6 separate regions of the Mus musculus genome follow, and regions 1, 2, 3, 5 and 6 are each linked to region 4. Evidence: chromatin contacts called from public ChIA-PET, Hi-C and promoter capture Hi-C data. All regions are on one chromosome and are shown on one strand. The core of a region is the stretch at or near the end of the contact, and the rest is flanking DNA. Distances in the headings are between cores, read along the strand shown. Region 1 holds the start of Rap1b (RAS related protein 1b). Region 2 holds the start of Kcnmb4os2 (potassium large conductance calcium-activated channel, subfamily M, beta member 4, opposite strand 2). Region 3 overlaps Cnot2 (CCR4-NOT transcription complex, subunit 2). Region 4 holds the start of Yeats4 (YEATS domain containing 4). Region 5 holds the start of Mdm1 (transformed mouse 3T3 cell double minute 1). Region 6 holds the start of Slc35e3 (solute carrier family 35, member E3).

Region 1 (3,129 bases), core at 501-3,000, 620 kb before region 4:
GGAAAACGCTGCTATCAAAAACTTGTCAGGGAGGAGGAGGGCTCAGCAGGACAAAGGGCTTGTTACCCAGGCAGGAGAACCGGGGTTTCCAGTTCAGTCCCCCTGCAGTCACATAAGAATCCAGAGTGGTGGGAATGGAGACAGGAGACTCCCTTGAGATTGGTGGCCAGCCACTCAAGCCTAATTGGTGAGGTTCAGTGAGAGACCCTGTTTCAAAACAACTAAGTGGAGAGCGACAGAAAATAACCTGTTCACCTCTGGCTTCTGTGTGCCCACAGGCGAGGGCACAAGCGTGCAGAAGCACACACAACTGTCAATTATGGGTTTTTTCTTTTTTTGTTGTTCTAAAGGTTGAACCTACTACACTCGGACACTTGCTAGACAAGTACTGGATCATTAAGCTATGCCCCCCCCCTTTTTTTAACTTCTTGAGAATCTCACAAAACCGTTTAGGTTGGCTTTAACTTACTCTGTGGCCTCAGCAACCTAGAATTTGCAAGGAGCCACCTCCTGCTCAGTCTGCAGAAGAAAGAGGTGTGCTCTTACAGACTGGCATCCTGAGACCCAGCTATAATTCTTTCTTACTCGCTCACTTAACTCAGGTTAGCGTAGTGGTCACGTCTCCATTTCTCTTCTAGGGTTCGTTAAATTTCCAGAATAATTTGTACAGGGAGGGCCAGCTAAATTGCCTACTCCTTTCAGTACTTTCCTCTCAAGTTTTGTTCATCAAAACCTTTTCCCTCGCTGGCAGTGGTGGCGCATGCCTTTAATCCCCAGCACTCCATACGTAGAGGCAGGTGTATCTGAGATGAAAGCCAAGCTGGTCAACATAGCAAGGTCAGGCCAGCCAGGACCACGCAATGAAGAGAGCGTAATCAGAGCAGAAACAAAGTCTTCCAAACAAAGCTCTGATAGCATGATTCTCATATTAAAGGTGATGGTGAGAAAATATTCTAATTACCTAGATCGATGTAAGTTCTTGTGCTCTTTGGAACAAGTCATTTTTGGACAGAGCTTTTCGGAGTCACATCATAGACTGACATCTATGAGTAATCTATAAAGTCATGAAGGCGCCCCAGGCATGCTCTTCCATGAACCAATTATTTTAATTCTATAAACTGTTCACTTAGGCACAGGCCATAAGCATGCTTTGGAATCCTCCATTCGCGAACTGCGTCTGGCAGGGTAATTTGGACAGCTGGCCCTGCTTAACACACCACAGGCTGAAATACTTGTCAAACCTAAAGAAAGGCCATTTGAAAAATGAAAAGCTGCCCTCGCGCTCTGGGAGTGGGAACTGCTGCTCTGTTACTTCCCCAGCACAAAGGACCACGCGAACACCGACGGTCTGGGGGCGTTGGCGACTGTGCACTCGGAGGCCCCGCGAAGGCGTCAGAGGTTTCCAAGCCCCTGAGCTCCCCGTTACCCGCTGGGGTCGAAACGGATGCGCTCCGCTGAGGCTGACACCGATTATGTCGGACAGCCCAGCCAGCGGGGGGCGAGGCCGACCGCAGCAACGAGACGCAGGGCAGGGGAGAAGGGCCACGGCCGGAGCCGGCGACCGAGAGCCGGGGCGAGGCCCACTGCGAGGCGAGCACGACGAGACCCCGCCCCCCTCCGCCAGGGCCCGCCTCGGCCCCGCCCCTTCCCGGGCTGCGCTCCTGCGCGCCCCGCCCGCGGGCGGAAGCGAGAGCGAGGCTGAACGCCTGACGTCAAGGCGACACCGCCAAACCTCGCCCAGAGTCAGGCGTGGAAAGCAGCCCGAGCGGCGGCGGCGGCGGCGACGGCGACGGCGGCAGCGGCAGAGACCGCCGTGGCGCCGGGAGCAGCGACCCGAAGGGAACGCGCGGCGACGGCGAGGGCGACGGCGGCGACCCGGTGACAGCGCGAGAGGTGGGCGCGGGGTGCGTGCGTGGCCGCGAGGCTGGCGGGGGGCCGGGCGCCGGCTGAGGGGAGAGGTGGGGTGCGGCGCGGACCGGGCGGGGCAGCCCGATGGCCCCCGCGGCGGCGAGGGTGGCCCGGGCGCGCGGCAGGTGGCTGGCGGGGGGCCCCCCGAGTCCCTCGCTCGCTTCGGCGGGGCGCGCCGCCTCGGGGCGGCCGGGGAGGAACCGCGGCCGCGGCGGGGGAGCAGCGCGCTTTGCGGAAGGGGTCAAATGTCTGAAATATGGCGGAGGAAGTGAGCGCCCGAGGAGCCCCCACCCGCCTGCCCGAGGCCCCCGCAGCCTTCCCCGCCGCGCCCCGCTCCCCGCCTCGGCGGTGGGTGGAAGTTAGAGCGGAAACCAGAAAGTTGTCCTCTGCGGACACCCGGGCTTCTCCCAGCCCGGGGCCGGGCGGGCGGAGCAGCGTCGCGAGGGGGGGCGGGGGGACCACTCCCCGGCGCCCCGCGGGCTCGAGCCTGACAGGGAAAAAGTTTGCCCGGATCGGGGCTGGCTTGCTTCATTTGTTGCGGGAAGTGGCAGGAGGAAGGCAGCGGAGCGAGCCCCACCTAGTCTGGCAGCCGCCACCGTGCAGAGGGAAAAAAAAAATGTTAAAGGGGCCTTTCCTTCGTCAGCAAGAGGAAATCTCTTTTTCTCTTGCAGAGAGAAAAATCCAGGAAGTTTGTCCTCTTCTCCTTTTTTTTTTTTTTTTCTTTTCGCCATCTCGAGGTGTCTGATTCTGAAACTGACTTATCAGCGCCGTGAATTTGGGAACTAGGCCCTCGGGATTTTCCTTGGGGTGGAGGGGGGCGGGAGGAGAAGATGCCTTTGGAAGAAACATCTTCGCTTAAGAGTTTTGAGCAGATGGGATTGCTTTCCTTTCGCTTGCCCCCTCCCACCCCCCAATGCTTTAGAAAGATATTTTGGCCCTGCGACTCTCGACTCGTGTGCATACAAGCACTTCTTTATTACAGTAATAGGAACTCACATTTTTTTTTTTTACTAAGTTGAAAGTTGACATTACGATGCAGGCTGGACTTTTCAATATTTTAAAAATCAATTGAGTCTCGTTGAAATGTTTGCTTTGCTGGCAGTGTGTATTAATATATACCGAGTGCCTCTAGCTTGTAAATTCATTTTTTTTTCAGTTTTCTTTTGTATAATTAGAACGTTGTCGAGACTTGCCTGAAAGGAGTTTATCTTAGCAAGAAGT
Region 2 (3,010 bases), core at 39-2,538, 750 kb after region 4:
CGAGGCCAGGCTTTGCCACCTGTTTGCGTCCACCCCCTAGGGGTCGTTCCCGCTGTCTGGCACCTATTTTTCCAGGAAAGTCCACCGACGCTCAAGGCTCCAATCGTGTTAGCCTGCACGGTCCCGGTGGCGGCGTGGGATCCGCGGGGACCTCCGGCTCCCGGCCGCTCGCCTGTGGGCATCCCCCCGCGTCCGCGCCGGTGCCCTCTGTCGCTCGCCGCCACCGGAGCTCCCTTTGCCGGTGCGCCTGCTGCCCCGCAGCTCCCCGGATCGGAGTTTGAAGATTCCCGCTTCGCACGCTCACGCCATCCTCCCCCACTTAAAAAAATTTTTTTTTTCTCTCTTTTAACTTTCTCCCCAGCCACGCTCCCTCGGTGCTAAGCGTTCGCCTCGACCGTCTCCGCCATCTCTCCAGGTTGCATCTGGCGAGGATTCCGAGAGCAGCTCGCGGCGGCCCGGGTGCTCGCCCACGGGAGCTGCGGGGCGCGGCGCGGGGCGGGGCGGGGCGGCGGCGCCCAGGGCGGGGAGGAGCAGCCTCGCTCAACGCGGAGCCAGGGCTCAGCAGCCCAGTCGCTCCCAGCGTCGGGGCGCCGGGCGCTCGGCCGCGGCGATGGCAGGCGGGCGGCGCGCGCGGGGAGGCGGGCGCGGGGCGCGGAGCGCGCGGGGGCGGGGGCGGGCTCGGGGAGCCCCGGGGTGCCGGACGCTGTGAGGCGGCGGTGGCACCCGGGAGCCCGGCCTCGGGCAGCGCCGTCGCCGCCGCCGGGGGCGTCGCCGGCCTCGGCCCCTTTGTTCTCGCGCGCGCCCCCTCGCCGCCCACTCCCCTGCTGTCGCGCGGCGGCGGCGGCGGCTCCTCCCGCCCGAGGCGGTTGAGCTCGGCGCCGGGGGCGGGAGGGGGCGGGGAGCGCGCCAGCCGTGGAGAGTGGGGGGCGATGGCGAAGCTCAGGGTGTCTTACGAGTACACGGAAGCCGAAGACAAGAGCATCCGGCTCGGCTTGTTCCTCATCGTCTCCGGCATCCTGTCGCTCTTCATCTTCGGCTTCTGCTGGCTCAGTCCCGCCTTGCAGGATCTGCAAGCCACGGCGGCCAACTGCACCGTGCTGTCGGTGCAGCAGATCGGCGAGGTGTTCGAGTGCACCTTCACCTGTGGCACCGACTGCAGGGGCACCTCGCAGTATCCCTGCGTCCAGGTGTACGTGAACAACTCCGAGTCCAACTCCAGGGCGCTGCTACACAGCGACCAGCACCAGCTCCTGACCAACCCCAAGGTAAGCGCGCGGGAGCTCCCGCCTAACAGTGCAGGTTCGGGGCCAACGTCCCGGTTAGACCCCAGGGGAAGAATCGAGTGCACTGTCCTCGCTCGGAGTTGATGCGAGGGAGGCATGAGGTGCATGCACGCATCCCTGGAGCCCAGGGCTCCAGACCTCGGGGTGTGTTTGCCTACTGGGCGGTGGTACGCGAGCCTCTCTGCAAACAGATCTTTTCTGTTCTTAGATTTTTTTGAGCTCCGGACCACCCCAGGTCCAGCGCCTGCGGGAAGGGGTTGCCTAAACTCAAGGAGCAAAGAAAGTTAACTTTTCCTTCCAATGTAGCCATGGGATAGCCCAGGACCCAGGTACTCCAGTATATGGCCTGAGCTTCTATGGGGCTCAAGAACTCCCTTCTTTGAGAGGTTAAAGGGGTCTCTTCGCTTCTGGAAAGTATCTTAAGTGACTTTTGAATTTTAGTTCTAAACTGAAGTTTTTAACTTGAGGTCTACAGATAGACTTGGGATGGTGAGGGTGGGGTCAACAGCCATCAGGAGGAATCCAAGAAGAGATTCTGATGAGGTCGGGTTGGTTTGCTTGGTGCTGGTGGTGGAGGCTGAAGGGTCCTAACCACTCTGAGTGTTTGGGCACAATGAGAAGCTGTAACTAAGGAGTAAGTAGGAGAACAACTTACCGAAAATAGAAAGCCCTTGATGACATATACCAAGCAGCGGTTTCCTGACAACTTCTTTTGTTGTTACAGGGGAGGAAAAAAAAAAAAAAAGAGGGAAAAAAATAGATAAAACCTGGTTAGGACTTTCTAGCCTCTGGAGAGCAGAGAGGGAGACTCAGAAAACTTCCCCGGGGTAGGAAAGCACTTATAAAAAGCTGTGTCCCCAGTCCGTGAACTAATTGAGCCTTGCAGTGTGCCTGCTTCTGCAGGAGGGTTCTTTGATGCCTGTGTTCCTTTCTGCTGCCAGCTGAAGGTGTGTATATATATTCAAGTTACTGAGTCCTTGTACTTCCTGGGGGCTGTGCTGGAAGACAAGCAGAAATCATTCCAAAGAAAATGAGTCCTGTGCGTGCAGGAACATGTTCTCTTAAATGTGACCAGATAGATTAATCGGAATTCATTATTTTAAACAAGATCACTACCGCTGTGCAGAGAAACTCGGGCGTAACTCACTTATTTGGAAAGTTAGAAGAAACTAGTCTTTGAACATATGATGGACTCCTCAATGGAAAAGTCTCCCGCTAGTGCACGGAGGCTCGTTTGCTTTTAAAAATGGAGCTAATCCAAGAACAGTAAGTGTAGACGTGAACATTTGGAATCCAGTCTCTAAGGACCAAGGTCTTGCCGAAGTGATCGGTCTCAAAAACAGATGTGGGTTAATCTGCATAGTGCTTGAGAATTTAATAAGAGGTCTGGTGGCTTTGAGAAAGCATTGTAAAAATCAGAATTAAGTGAAAAATATCTAAGAAAGGTGTCAAGTAGTAACTTAGTGATTTGGAAGGTGCTCTGTAGTTTGCCATACAGGTGTAGTCATAGTTGGTGAAACACTGCTAATTATTTTTGAGATAGTCGTTTAATCAATTATATATGTGTGTGTGTGTATACATATGTATATGTGTATACATACATACATATATGTGCATATACATTCTTACAAGGTAAATTCTAACTTGTATGGTTAATATCTAATTTTGGTGTAGACAAGTTAGGATTTACCACAGAAGTCAACCAAAGTTTCCAGGCAGTTTTGCAG
Region 3 (3,102 bases), core at 179-2,678, 720 kb after region 4:
CTATGCTCATTTTATGTCATTGCAGTGATAGCATTTGATCTTGAAGCTAAGCTAGTTGTCATCTGGATGGATCAGGGTTTAATTGCCTCCTCGGGAGCTTTTACAAAAGGCTGCACTCCTCTTCCTTAAAGATGTTCAATTTAAAATGCTCCAAGATAACTGTGTGCCTTGCTTGCTCCCACACTATACATCTTTTGTTTAGTTACAGTAAAAGGAAATAGATAACATAGATTTTGTATATTATTAATATCAAGAGGACAGAATAATTTGAACTTTGAATGAAATTATTCTAAATATATATGTGGAAAACATTTGTAATTTATATCATAGTTGTCCCAGTAGTTCTCTTTTATGATGGCACCTTTTTTAGTTCCACTATAAAGTTAGGAATACAGCTGAATGTTTATTTGAAATTGTAGGGGTTAGAGCAATTGATTGATTATAGAGAATTTTAATGAGTGATTGTAGAGAGCTTATTTAGTATAATGGACTTCTTTTTCAGGGGTATTTTGCCTATGAATCCTAGGAATATGATGAACCACTCCCAGGTTGGTCAGGGCATTGGAATTCCTAGCAGGACAAATAGCATGAGCAGTTCAGGGTTAGGTAGCCCCAACAGAAGCTCGCCAAGCATAATATGTATGCCAAAGCAACAGCCTTCTCGACAGCCTTTTACTGTGAACAGGTAAGATGTTTACTGATACTGCATATAATTGTCTTTTGGGGTATCCTCAGGTTTGCCCTTTCATGTGCAACGCTTTGTTTTTGAGCTGTGGCTTCTGTCTCATAGGTGTGTTTTAATTGTATATTTGTGAACAGAGTTGTTACCTATCATAATTCTTAACGCTCTGAAGACTCAGAACATATTCTCTTAGAAAAGATGGTTTTATTTTACATAACACGTTAAATCTTTTTGTTGATGTGGTATTAGAAAGGAAATGTTCTTGGGTTGTCACCAGGCAAATTTTTTATTGATTTATTCTTTTATTATTAAGTAGAGTTTATCCATTGTGTGATTCTAAGAGTTCTGGGTTAGGAGTATGACTGGAGGAGAGCATGCTGCGTTATCGCTGCCATGCTTCAGGCAGGCACGATCTGGATGCCCGCTGAGCTACGGAAAACCTTTCACAATTGCATGCAGAGTATCTCAAAACAGTGCTCCTCTAAATTTTATGTCTAGAGATTAAAAACAAACAAACAAAAAATTAAGCTAGTGTTTTTCTTTCCATTTGTACTGTACAAATAAGAACAGTGATTCAACTGTTTGGGTAACATGAGAGTTATATCTGAAATGTAAAGCTTTGTTGCAAAGCAACATAAATTTGAGTCACATGTCATATGTATGTTATACTTAGTTTCACACCGTCCTGTAGTTGTTGCTGTCCTGGCCACCTCACTTCCTCTTTGTCAATCTGTACTCAGATGGGTGCTTAGCACACTTCCTGCTTAGCCTCTGTCCCACAACTCCAGTTGTTCTGTGTAGGCTCTATCTATAGTATCCTGTCATTTTAATCTAAGTTTTTAAGCAATTATTTACAACATGTCATTATAACTCTTTTTGATAGCTTAACTGTATTGTTTAGGCTTTATGGCATCATTCTGCATTCTTGTTCATTAAATATTTTTACTTTCTTGTATATTTCACATTTTAATTAGTCAAAAAATACTTTGCATAAAAATGTCACTGTAATAAAACTCTTAACTTCTACTTATGTATACTACTTATAAATTGTTTTTGCTATGAAATGGCTTCAGCTGAATATTAAATCTGTATTTGAGGGGACTTATATAACCAGTAGCTCTAGTATAATAGGAACAAATGTTTGTTGACACTCTACCTTTGCTCTAGAATGTTGTTCCACTAGCTGCATAGCTTAACCAAAGGTGGCTAGGTCTACTGGATCAGGCAGCGAAGTTACAGTTGTCATCTCCAGATGCTTAGCTCTGCTATGCACTGGCACACTAACCTACAAGAAGACTATTTCATGATAAAGTTTCTTTGTAGAATCTTCATTAATAATCCTTGTTGACATTCTTAATTATCTGGTCTTCTTTTGAATGCAGTTCCTTTTTATTGTTTTGCTTCGGTTTATACAAAAGAAAAAGGGGGGTTGTTTATAATTATTTGCAGAAACCAAGTTATGCATTAATTCAAAATTGAGAGTACTATGTGGAACTTTTTTTCTGTTTAGTAGATGAAAACTAAGCTCTATTTAAGATATGAATGATGAGTTTTAAAACATTAAATTCAGTTTTTTTAAAAGTAACCGGTCAGTTTAATTCAGGTCAAGTCAACATTTATTGATTACCTTGTAAATCTAAACACCAGGGGGCAGAGAATGAATAAGACATAGACTCCCAGGAAAGAATAGTTGGAAAAGACAGGTTGCAAAGAGAAGACTTGCACTGAAAAGCAAGCTTTATAAGTCAGGAACAAAAGCAAGTGTTGAGAGGGGTAATCTTTACCTACTGTATACTGTTGAAGTAGATGCATTTATCCAGAAAGCTAGCACACCAGCACACATTAAATGATACTCTTCATCTCCGTTCTTCACCACTCATAACTAAGTTTCTTTTTCGGTTTTTAAAATTAATTTGTTTAAATTGTTTGATTCTTTCTTGTTCATTGAAGAATTTTAGAGAAATTTTTAAATTAAAATATTGTAGTCTCAAATTAGCATTGGTTTTGAAACATATTATTGTTTTATATGAGGAGACCCAAAATATATACTTTTATTTTTCTACATCTCAAAGTTAGTGTTCTTACTGTATATCTAAAATTATTTTCTATGTACCCAGTATGTCTGGATTTGGAATGAACAGGAATCAGGCATTTGGAATGAATAACTCCTTATCAAGTAACATTTTTAATGGAACAGGTAAGCTTACTCTGGAGCTAGTGCCCTAATGAAAGTACAGTAGAATTCTGCACTGCAAGCAAATCAGCACCCTGCTCTCTGGATGGTAGCAGGATTTTACTCTTTTACATAGAATTTAGTTTAGTGGGAAACTGTCAGTGGTAGGATTTAATTAAACAGCAGAGAGTCGTTTAAATGTCCCCCTAACTTGGCCTTGCAACATAGTATTTTGCATTGTAACATC
Region 4 (3,106 bases), core at 261-2,760:
TAGGACATACTCAAGAGCTGCCAGGACAACCTCAAAATACGGGATGACTATAGAAACAGCCAAGATTATCAAAAACAGGGGCTGGCAAAAGTAAAGGTACTTGTTATCAAGCCTGATGACTTTAACCAGATCTCTAGGACCCACATTCATTCTCTCTCTCTCTCTTTCTCTCTCTCAATAGATAATACAGTGAAAAAAAATACTTTTATTAAAGATTAGCAAAAATTGGGGGCTTAGTGGTTAAGAGCACTAGCTGCTTTTCCAGAGGACCTGAGTTCAATTCCCAGCAACCACATGGTGGTTCATAACCAATCTGTAGTGGGATCCGCTGACCTCTTCTGGTGTGTCTGAAGACAGCTACAGTGTACTCCCATACATAAAATAAATCTTTTCTTTAAAAATTAGCAAAAATTGATTGACCATGCTGTTAAATTCGCTTCTCGGTCTCCTGATTATTCTCATTGATTAGTGCTGTGCCCAGCCTTCATCAGAGAAGTTTATTGCAATGAGCAGTGGTTAATGCAGAAACCCAAAACTAGCCAAAACGCCCAGGAATAAGAGATGGTGGTGTGCTTAGCACTATTCGGGACAGTTGTACCACTCCTTCCAAGATTGGGGAATATTTCAGGGTATAAAGAGCCAGAGAATGGAGAGACATGTATCAAAAACGACACCTTCTGGCCACAACGTGGCCATTGCACTCATGAACTTACTGCAGCTGCGGTTATCTGCATAGGACCTGCGATTGCATGTTAACATTTCAACATGGATGGCGGGAGGGGTCCAGGGGCCTCACCCTTCCCAGAGGGACTATTGAAAATTCATGACTGTTTGGGAAAGAGATGCCATTTTCTTTAGTAAGGTACCACTGATAAATTACTCTTGCTTCGGTAAAGAATCCCACATCCATAGTAGGACAGGAAACGCCAATTAAAGCCAATAGGTCACGAACTAAGAGGGCATGAAAGTAGGAGGGGGGCTTGTTGGAAAGAAGAGTTCCAACTGGGGAAGGGTATGAGAGAGAAGAATGGTGAGTGAAAATAAGAACATGACCCTCTTAGGCATGGTTTAGGAGGTTTTTACTGTAGATAGGGAGAAAACAGATTCCCGACGAATCTGGAAAAGTCAGACTGAACATGGCCAGCAGAACAGATTGAGCCATGAAGAGCGGGAAGTGGAGTCATTTCTGTAGTGCCATCATGTTGGCCTTGGAAATCGAACTCAGGTCACAAGGCTTGGCAGCATATTCTTTACCAAGCCCACGCCCAGTTATCTGACCTGCCCAATCAGAAGCTTTGATTCCAGAGTCTATCATCTTGAAGTGTGTGGGGTTATCTCAACCCTAAAGCTACAAACGTTCACCATTTTGGTGCTTCCCTACCCTTAACTTCTGCCTAAAATTTATCCCCATCTCTCTTTATCCGCTGCAACAGCTCATCAGGCTCTTACCGGGGAAGGCTGCAGCCTCGCGCGTGCGCACTGTCTGCCTGAGCCCGTTGCGCATGCGCCGCCGCCCTCCCCCGCCCTTCCGCTCGGCTCTCCCAGCTCGGGGCTGAATGGCCGACCCCGACGCGGCGCGTGTGGAGGAGGTGGCTGTCCGGCTCCCCGAGCCCAGGCGACCCGCCCTCCTCCGGCTCGTGAGGGGAGCGGCTACCCCGCCGGCCTGAGCTCTCTCCCTGGCCGCCGCGGCTCCTTCCCGGGGACAATATGTTCAAGAGAATGGCGGAATTTGGACCTGACTCCGGCGGGAGAGTGAAGGTCAGTGCGCAGGCGCGGCGCGCGGGGCGGAAGCTCGGCGCTCATTGGGCCCCGAGTCCTCGTCACCGCCTCCGCACCGCCAAACACAAAGGTGCCGGGGTGGCTAGGGCATCAGTCGCAGACCCTGGATAGGCTCGTCCGTCTTGTCGTTCCCGAAGCCCCGTGCTGATAAAGTCAGCAAAGAGCGCTTAGCTTCGTTCGTGTTTAGTGAAGGTTGCTTAACACTGGACGTTGTGACACTCAGTTCCCTCCCATCTATATGTGTATTATTAATAGGGGTGGAGGTAAGAGAACGACTTGCAGGAGTCGGTTGTCAGGTGTCACCATGTAGGTGTGCTGTCCAGCCTGAGCTGCAGTCGTCTCTTCCCTGTGTGCCATCCCTCCAGCTCGCCACCCCCTCCCACCTTCCTACATCTGCTGGTTACTTTTTTTTTTAATTTTAAAATTTATTTTTATGTATATGAGTACACTGTAGCTGTCTTCAGGCACACCAGAAGAGAGCATCAGATCTCATTACAGATGGTTGTGAGCCACCATGTGGCTGCTGGGAATTGAACTCAGTATCTCTGGAAGAGCAGTCAGTGCTCTTAACCTCTGAGGCAGCCCTGCTGGTTATTTTTTAAGGTACCGGTTCAGGATGCTCTCCCCGTGCCCCTAAAAGGGGCTTCTACTTACAGATCTTATCACAGAAAGGATTTTTTTTTTTCCTTAAAAGAAATCACATCAGTCTACAAAAATTTTAAAATCCTCATCGGTGTCATATTATTTTTATTACCTTAATCATAGTGTCTATATATCCATAGCTGCCTTAACAGTATATGTAAGATGAGAAATCATCGAAAATCCTAAAGCCCTGAAATGCAATAGAAAGAAATACCAGGTAAAAGTCTGTGTTAGTATAAGAGGCTTTGTAGAGCTGTGCATTTGCCCAGGGTTTTAGGTAAGGCTTGGGGATGGTAGGAAGTGATTGCAGAGCAAAAGGTTCATGGGAAAACTCTTCTCTACTTGCACAAGTTAAATCTGGAAGTTTGTAGTTCAGGATAACTTGAGAAAGTTAGGCCTGTAGTCCTCAAATTGAGTTTCCTCCTTAGTAGCTGGGGAAGGGGTGGGGGTGAGGCAGGAACAAGATAGGCCCTTGAGAGGCCCAACCCAAGTGGCCTGTGTGTTCCCACTGTCCCCATCTCCTAGGCCATTCAGCTGTGAGCTGATCAGTATGCTAATCCCTTGGTAAGGTGCTTCTGTAGTCCAGGCGCCTCTCAGCCGCCAGCTGGGGACCAGCAATAAGCCTTTTGGGGGAGGGGGTACTCCATACCCAAACTGTATGTGCATAATAAGGATGACAGCAGAA
Region 5 (2,942 bases), core at 407-2,906, 920 kb before region 4:
AGGGCTCAAATTCTCTGAGGTCAGGAGACGAAGCCTATGTAAGAGGAAGAACATGATTTCTGAACTCATGGCACTGACCAAAACCAGCAAGTTCCAGCCATGCCTCTGTTACCTACCCTTCCATTCTTCAAGTCTTTGAAAGTCCTCACCCTCAGGCTTGCTCCTCTCCGCTCAAACATTTCCAGAAAAGCCTCTTTCAGAACAACCAATCTCAGGCGTTTCCCCTTCAGTTTTACTATTCAACTTTTTTTGATATCATGCTATTTTATATACAACTCGATTTGATGAGTTTCTTTGTGTTTTTTGTTTGTTTGTTTGTTTTTGTTTGTTTGTACATAAGGGACTCTGGGATCGCAGTATAGCATCAATAAATATTTGCCAATTATACATGAGGCCAACACAGGTAGATTTTAATTGTTTTGTAAACAGAACCCAAGGTTTATTCAAGTTATGATAGCTATTGGTTTGCTCAACTTACCCAACTGATCCGATCTAAGTCCTGCCCATGAGTACTTTTGTCCCACTGAGGGATTATAAGACTCTGACAAATAGGACTTTTTCCACAGGAAGTTTCTCTGGTATTCACTCAGCCCCTATAATGAAAAGTGCAATTTGAGCACAGTGTAGTGAAGAGGTGTTTTAGCATCAGAAAGAAAAACAAAAACAAAAAAACCTCAACCTCTGAAGAGTGTTCTTGAAAGGCCCAAGAATGAGAATTAAACCCCAGTCAAGCTCCTTAATAATAGCTAATATTTACCCAGCCCTGGGCTAAGTAGCCCCTTAATCCTCACAACCACCCGAGCCAGACAAGCCGGAGTCCCTCAATGAGGCTGCGCTATAACTGGTTCTCTGATTCCAAAGTGTGGTAACAAACCTAAGTCCTCACTAGAGGTTTATCCTAAATTCATCGAGTGCATAATGTTATGGCTTTTAATAAAAGGCAATTAGAGAAAGACGTGTTCCCCTCCCACTCTGTCTGGCAAGCACTTTAGAATTAAAGAGTCCGGGATTACAGAAACACTGTGGCCACCTGTTGCGTGGAAAGGCGTTAGACACAGACAGCTATCTGGAACTGTGAGCAAAACCTAAAGCAAACGTGCAACTAGCAGGCTGCACACCTACCCACGCTCTCCTTTTACTGGGGCCCGCTTCCCAAGCGTTTAAAAGACCCGCGCGCTTTAAAGTTTTGCAGGAAAGGAGCTGAATGCTATCGGCAAGAGGAACCACAGGTGTCCTACACCGACAGCAGCCTTTCGTCCCACTGTCAAGGGCCCTCCTTCCGCCTCCGCTCCTGGCGACCCCAGACTGACGCCGTCAGGCCCCCATCGAACTCTCCCCACCCGCCCCTCCGCGCTGGGCCACCGGCCGGAGCATCCTCCGCCCCGCACAGGCTCCGGCCAGGAGGCTCGGTACGGCACAGGCGCGTCACGCACCCACCCCGCGGCGTCCCCGCCACCCGCCGCCCAGCCCCCGGCCTCACCTTGAAGCGCACCGGCATGTCGCCCTGCGCTGCGGAGCCTGCCCCGCCGACAGTTAACGGGAGCAAAAGCCCCGAGGGGGCGGGACGACGCGACAACACTGGTTCCCTAGCAAGATCCTGGACCCGGCGTCCCCGACGACGCGCCGGCGCACTCCGCGCCGCCCTCCCGCCCCGCCTCTCGGCCTTGCTCCGCCCATTTTGAGGCCTAAAGACCAATGGCAGCCCTCACCGTCATTACGATTAGACCAACCAGCACTCGTAAGGGCACGGCCCCGCTCCCTAATGGCGGGCGAAGAGCTGGCCAATGAGGATACCGGAGCTGCGGTGGGCGGAGCCCGCGGGAGCTTTGTTCAGGAGGCTGCAGGCAGAGTCCCCGCAGTGCGCGCACCGCAGCCTGTCTGTGTAGTGTGGCCGGGCTCGGCAAGAGCCTACCTCACTGGTTCCAGCTCCCTGACATCACAGAACGTGAAAGTGTGCCTGGCATTCCAGAATGCACGACAGAACCCACAGTCTCTTTGTCCATAAAGGAAATTGCCCCTAGAGTACCCGGCTGAAAAGAAGTTGCTAAGGAGAGAAGCGTTACACGAGCCTTGGGTCAAAAAGGATAGGTCCAAAAATACATACGACCTAGGATGATTCAAGTAAAGTTTATTAAGACCGCAAAGCCAACTCATCCTTTTTAAAAATAAAATTCCCTCTGTACACCAGGCTGGCCTGGAACTCAAAGATATCTACCTGGCTCTGTCTCCATAGTGCTGGGATTAAAGGCATGCACCACCAGTCCCAACATTGGGCAGGCAGAGCCAGGGAGATCTCTGCCTGGTCTACAGAGTGAGTTCCAGTATCGGGCTACACAGAAAAACTCGGTCTTGAAAGAATAAATAAAAATAAAATTCCATTTGACTTTTATAGGTTATTGCCCATCGTGAAACACTGCTAATTCTGAAAGTCCAGAAAAAAAATTACCCAGACATGCTAAATACATTATTTAGTCGATCATAATATACTATGTCCTGGGCTCGCTTTCCAAGTGAGAGGCATGAATGGGAAGTTTGAAGCAGAGTGGTCCCTGAGGGTAGAGATGATTAGAAGAGGCTCAGGGGTAATTTTCAGACTTGGCCTTGAAAATTACAACTGCAAGAAGAGGAAGATAAGATGATCAAGGCAGACATATGTCTGGAGAGAAGGTTGCCGGGGTTCTTCTAGGAATAATGAATTTACCTTTGTCCTGTGTTGGGATGTTCCCATCAACCCTTCCCAGTCCCTTCAAGTGCTTCCTGCAGACTCCTCTTCTTGGCTCCTAATTGATGTCTCCGATCTTCTTCATTATCATGGAGATAATTTAAAAATTCATTTGAAGAAGCCACCTGATATCTAAAACAGAGAGAATATTAAATAAGACCCTGTGCTGCCATGCATCCAGGAGACCTTTCGTTAATGTTAATCGGTGAGGACAGAACCC
Region 6 (2,972 bases), core at 18-2,517, 520 kb before region 4:
TATCCTCTGACCGTCACACAGGCACCCATACACACACACACACACACACACACACACACACACACACACACACACACACACACGTAATTAACTGTGGAAAATTCATCAAAGAGTCTCTTGTGCCTCTGATGCAAAGACCTTCTTTTCAGTGCCAATTAGAAAAAAACGGTATCCTGGAGAAAACGGGCAGAGACATAAGCAAACAGATCATAAAAACCTATGAAATAGTGTCCAAAACTTAAAACTACACATTAGTTGCAAGGCATGTGACACTTCAATGGGTGGAAGCAGGGAGATCCGTTCTGTGTCATCCTTAGCTCTGTAGAGACTTCCAAGTCTGCTCTATTTAATCCCTGTAACATTGTAAAAGTGGGGGGTCCACGTTTTCAATCAGTGTGGACAGACTTTGAGTTGGTATTTGACGTTTGCAGATGAGAAATACCACTCTCATATTGTAACAGTGTGAATAAAAGTGAATATTGAGATCGAGTCTAGCCTGAATGAGTTCTCGGCCTCGAAAAACAAAACCAAAAATATATAATTTTTCACTTCCTCTCCAGCTCTGTAACTTTGAAACTGGACTGCATGCTTGCTACTATAATATGCCTCTTAGAAGTGCAATTAATATCTTGGGCATACAGGTAAATGTACTTGCTTCTTAGGTTTTACTAAAAAAAAAAAAAAACTTCGTGGGTAAAAAATTCTGTGGTTTAAAGTTTTTCGAGGCAAATACGCCAAAATATGTTTAAATCTACAGTAGACGACAGTTAGTTGTCCATCCACTCTTACCTGTTTAGACGGTTATTTTTGGTTTTTCGAGACAGGGTTTCTCTGTATAGCCCTGGCTGTCCTGGAACTCACTCTGTAGACCAGGCTGGCCTCGAACTCAGAAATCCGCCTGCCTCTGCCTCCTGAGTGCTGGAATTAAAGGCGTGCGCCACCACCGCCCGGCCTGTTTAGACTTTTAAAGATATTTTAAAATATGCTTTCAGTAAGTAATGCTCTGCCCCCCTTCAGAGGATTAAAACAGCTCAGCAACGTGGAGAGTAAAACTGGCGGGGAATCTGCGCCTCCCAGTAAGTCGGGGAATCGGCCACAGAAACTAATCTTCCCTGGGAGCCAAGGGCTTCCCTCCAGCCGAGTTAAGCAACCCAGCGGAGCGCCGAGCGCGCCTGCGCGGCGGAATCACGTGGCTGCGCGGGGGCGGGGCTGGGAGGAGCCGTGGCGGACCCGCTCGGAGGGCGGCGGCCTATTACCTCGCGGCGCAGCGACCGGGACCCGGCTGGCGCATGCCTGTCTCCGGCCGGACCGTGGAGCGGGCGGCTGCGGGCGCGCGGCGGCGGAGAGCCGGGACAGCGGGAGAGCGTCCGAGCGCCCCGCGGGGAGGCTGGACAGCCCGGGCTCGGCCGAGGACGCTGCTCCGCAGCCGGCGGGCATCATGGCATCGCTGGCGGACCGGGTCCGGGGCAACGGGCGCATCGCCGCCGGGCTCCTGTTCAACCTGCTGGTGTCCATCTGCATCGTGTTCCTCAACAAATGGATCTATGTACACCACGGCTTCCCCAACATGAGCCTGACCCTGGTGCACTTCGTGGTCACCTGGCTGGGCTTGTACATCTGCCAGAAACTGAACATCTTTGCCCCCAAAAGTCTGCCGCTCTCCAAGCTCCTCCTCCTGGCCCTCAGCTTCTGTGGCTTTGTGGTCTTCACCAACCTTTCTCTGCAGAACAACACCATAGGCACCTATCAGCTGGCCAAGGCCATGACCACGCCGGTGATCATAGCCATCCAAACCTTCTGGTACCAGAAGAGATTCTCCGTCAGAATACAGCTCACGCTGGTGAGTAGCTGCCGCTGCCGCTGCGCGAGCCTGTCCCTGCCCAGCTACCTGGCTGCCTTTCTCCCCGGGAAAACTGAATACACCTTGCTTATAGCCTGGCACGACGGAAGCCCATTCCCATAATCTTTACTCCACACACGAGCCAGGCCCTTATAAGAAGCTTGTTTGGGGAGGGGTGGAAAAGGCCATCTCGACACTCCGCTGCTATTTAGTAAATGGGTGTGTTCCTGATAGAAATCTTTAACTGCTGGGATTGATGAGGGAGAGAGCTGCCTTAATGGAACAGTTCAGTGTGTCAGGATATCTGCGAAAGCTCAACCTGGAAAGAAAAGAATATCCCCAGGAAATCGAACCAGAAGTGATAAACATGAAATGGTTTAGCATAAAATACCTCGGAATACACCTTCAGTGGCACACTGCTGGGGTGCCTTGTGTTTACATAAAAGGAGATTCGTTAAAATAACATTAGCACTTAGTGGTTTTTTCGTTTTTCCAGTCATAATGCTTTCCTCCTTCCTTGTTTATGCTTATGTGTTAAGTACTGGTTTGGGGGATTATTTTATTCCCTGTAAATGTGTGTCCTGTTTCCTTACAAAGCACAACGCACGGATTCATATTTTCTTCCAGATGTAGAGTTGTATGTGAATCTCTGTAGAGAAGGATTGGCAGTTTTCCCCAAAGAAAACTTACAGTGCTCCCCCACCCCAGCCCCACTGTTATGTTTCCTTAGTGTTGTAAGACATCATTCTTGAATTTAATCTCACAGCATTTGCCTCTTTGTCTTTGCAGATTCCTATTACTGTAGGTGTAATCCTAAATTCTTATTACGATGTGAAGTTTCATTCGCTTGGAATGGTGTTTGCCGCCCTTGGTGTGGTAGTCACGTCCCTTTATCAAGTGGTTGGTAACTTTTTTTTTTCTTTTTGTGCCTTTTTAGTAGACTTTGTAAATTTTGAAGCTGTAACCCAAGGTTTAGAGACTACAAGTATAGAGACAACAGACATGAGAAGAAAGCGTAACTGAGGAGGTGACGAGAGCAGAGGAGACAGCAGCTCAGGTGTGCGATGCCCACCAAGTGTCCAATTGTAAGCGCACGGTACCCCTGCTTAAGCGCAGCTGGGGACAAACTTCT

The links. Promoter capture Hi-C pulls out the DNA fragments that hold promoters and counts their contacts. Hi-C and Micro-C count contacts between places; a contact is called where the count stands out from the background. ChIA-PET counts read pairs in DNA pulled down with a chosen protein or histone mark.
Region 1: an RNA polymerase II ChIA-PET map of memory CD8 T cells shows a contact between it and region 4, with 26 read pairs. The contact joins the promoter of Rap1b here to the promoter of Yeats4 in region 4. A contact is called at or near these places in 3 of 39 promoter capture datasets (the 3T3-L1 cell line, liver and pre-B cells), 2 of 484 Hi-C or Micro-C datasets (B cells and pre-B cells) and 1 of 115 datasets of contacts at active chromatin or transcription factors (memory CD8 T cells).
Region 2: an RNA polymerase II ChIA-PET map of memory CD8 T cells shows a contact between it and region 4, with 48 read pairs. The contact joins the promoter of Kcnmb4os2 here to the promoter of Yeats4 in region 4. A contact is called at or near these places in 3 of 39 promoter capture datasets (the C10 cell line, hippocampal neurons and pre-B cells), 5 of 484 Hi-C or Micro-C datasets (CD4 T cells, CD8 T cells, embryonic stem cells and 2 more) and 5 of 115 datasets of contacts at active chromatin or transcription factors (double positive thymocytes, embryonic limb bud, large pre-B cells and 2 more).
Region 3: a Hi-C map of B cells shows a contact between it and region 4, with 7 read pairs. The contact joins the enhancer-like site here to the promoter of Yeats4 in region 4. A contact is called at or near these places in 3 of 39 promoter capture datasets (the SN4741 cell line, liver and maxillary cranial neural crest), 1 of 484 Hi-C or Micro-C datasets (B cells) and 2 of 115 datasets of contacts at active chromatin or transcription factors (bone marrow-derived dendritic cells and memory CD8 T cells).
Region 5: a contact with region 4 is called in a promoter capture Hi-C map of neutrophils, with 3 times the contacts expected there. The contact joins the promoter of Mdm1 here to the promoter of Yeats4 in region 4. A contact is called at or near these places in 7 of 39 promoter capture datasets (the 3T3-L1 cell line, 3T3-L1-derived adipocytes, hematopoietic stem and progenitor cells and 3 more) and 2 of 484 Hi-C or Micro-C datasets (liver and pre-B cells).
Region 6: a contact with region 4 is called in a promoter capture Hi-C map of pre-B cells, with 2.3 times the contacts expected there. The contact joins the promoter of Slc35e3 here to the promoter of Yeats4 in region 4. A contact is called at or near these places in 3 of 39 promoter capture datasets (the 3T3-L1 cell line, liver and pre-B cells) and 2 of 115 datasets of contacts at active chromatin or transcription factors (memory CD8 T cells and microglia).

What each region holds. Positions count from the first base shown.
Region 1 is chr10:117,844,595-117,847,723 of GRCm38.p6, reverse strand. Rap1b (RAS related protein 1b) reads left to right here and starts at 1,750. Exons shown (of 8, transcript NM_024457.2): 1 at 1,750-1,893.
Region 2 is chr10:116,471,441-116,474,450 of GRCm38.p6, reverse strand. It overlaps Kcnmb4os2 (potassium large conductance calcium-activated channel, subfamily M, beta member 4, opposite strand 2), which reads right to left and starts at 1,288. Exons shown (of 3, transcript NR_130644.1): 1 at 64-1,288. Kcnmb4 (potassium large conductance calcium-activated channel, subfamily M, beta member 4) reads left to right here and starts at 928. Exons shown (of 3, transcript NM_021452.1): 1 at 928-1,265. The coding sequence starts at 930.
Region 3 is chr10:116,503,812-116,506,913 of GRCm38.p6, reverse strand. Cnot2 (CCR4-NOT transcription complex, subunit 2) reads left to right here. Exons shown (of 16, transcript NM_001037846.3): 6 at 503-685; 7 at 2,800-2,879. Among named protein-coding and RNA genes, the nearest start is that of Gm31593, 3.6 kb to the left of the region's middle. Within about 2 kb of position 1,428, at least 61 of the 459 cell types and tissues checked have an H3K27ac peak or open chromatin away from gene starts, as enhancers often do. A contact at or near this core is called in B cells and bone marrow-derived dendritic cells, where this site is marked.
Region 4 is chr10:117,222,911-117,226,016 of GRCm38.p6, reverse strand. Yeats4 (YEATS domain containing 4) reads left to right here and starts at 1,510. Exons shown (of 7, transcript NM_026570.4): 1 at 1,510-1,758. The coding sequence starts at 1,708. It overlaps Gm31963 (a long non-coding RNA gene), which reads right to left and starts at 1,531. Exons shown (of 4, transcript XR_872061.2): 1 at 1,450-1,531.
Region 5 is chr10:118,140,501-118,143,442 of GRCm38.p6, reverse strand. It overlaps Mdm1 (transformed mouse 3T3 cell double minute 1), which reads right to left and starts at 1,656. Exons shown (of 14, transcript NM_148922.3): 1 at 1,481-1,656; 2 at 479-593. The coding sequence starts at 1,498.
Region 6 is chr10:117,744,653-117,747,624 of GRCm38.p6, reverse strand. Slc35e3 (solute carrier family 35, member E3) reads left to right here and starts at 1,267. Exons shown (of 5, transcript NM_029875.2): 1 at 1,267-1,840; 2 at 2,630-2,740. The coding sequence starts at 1,439.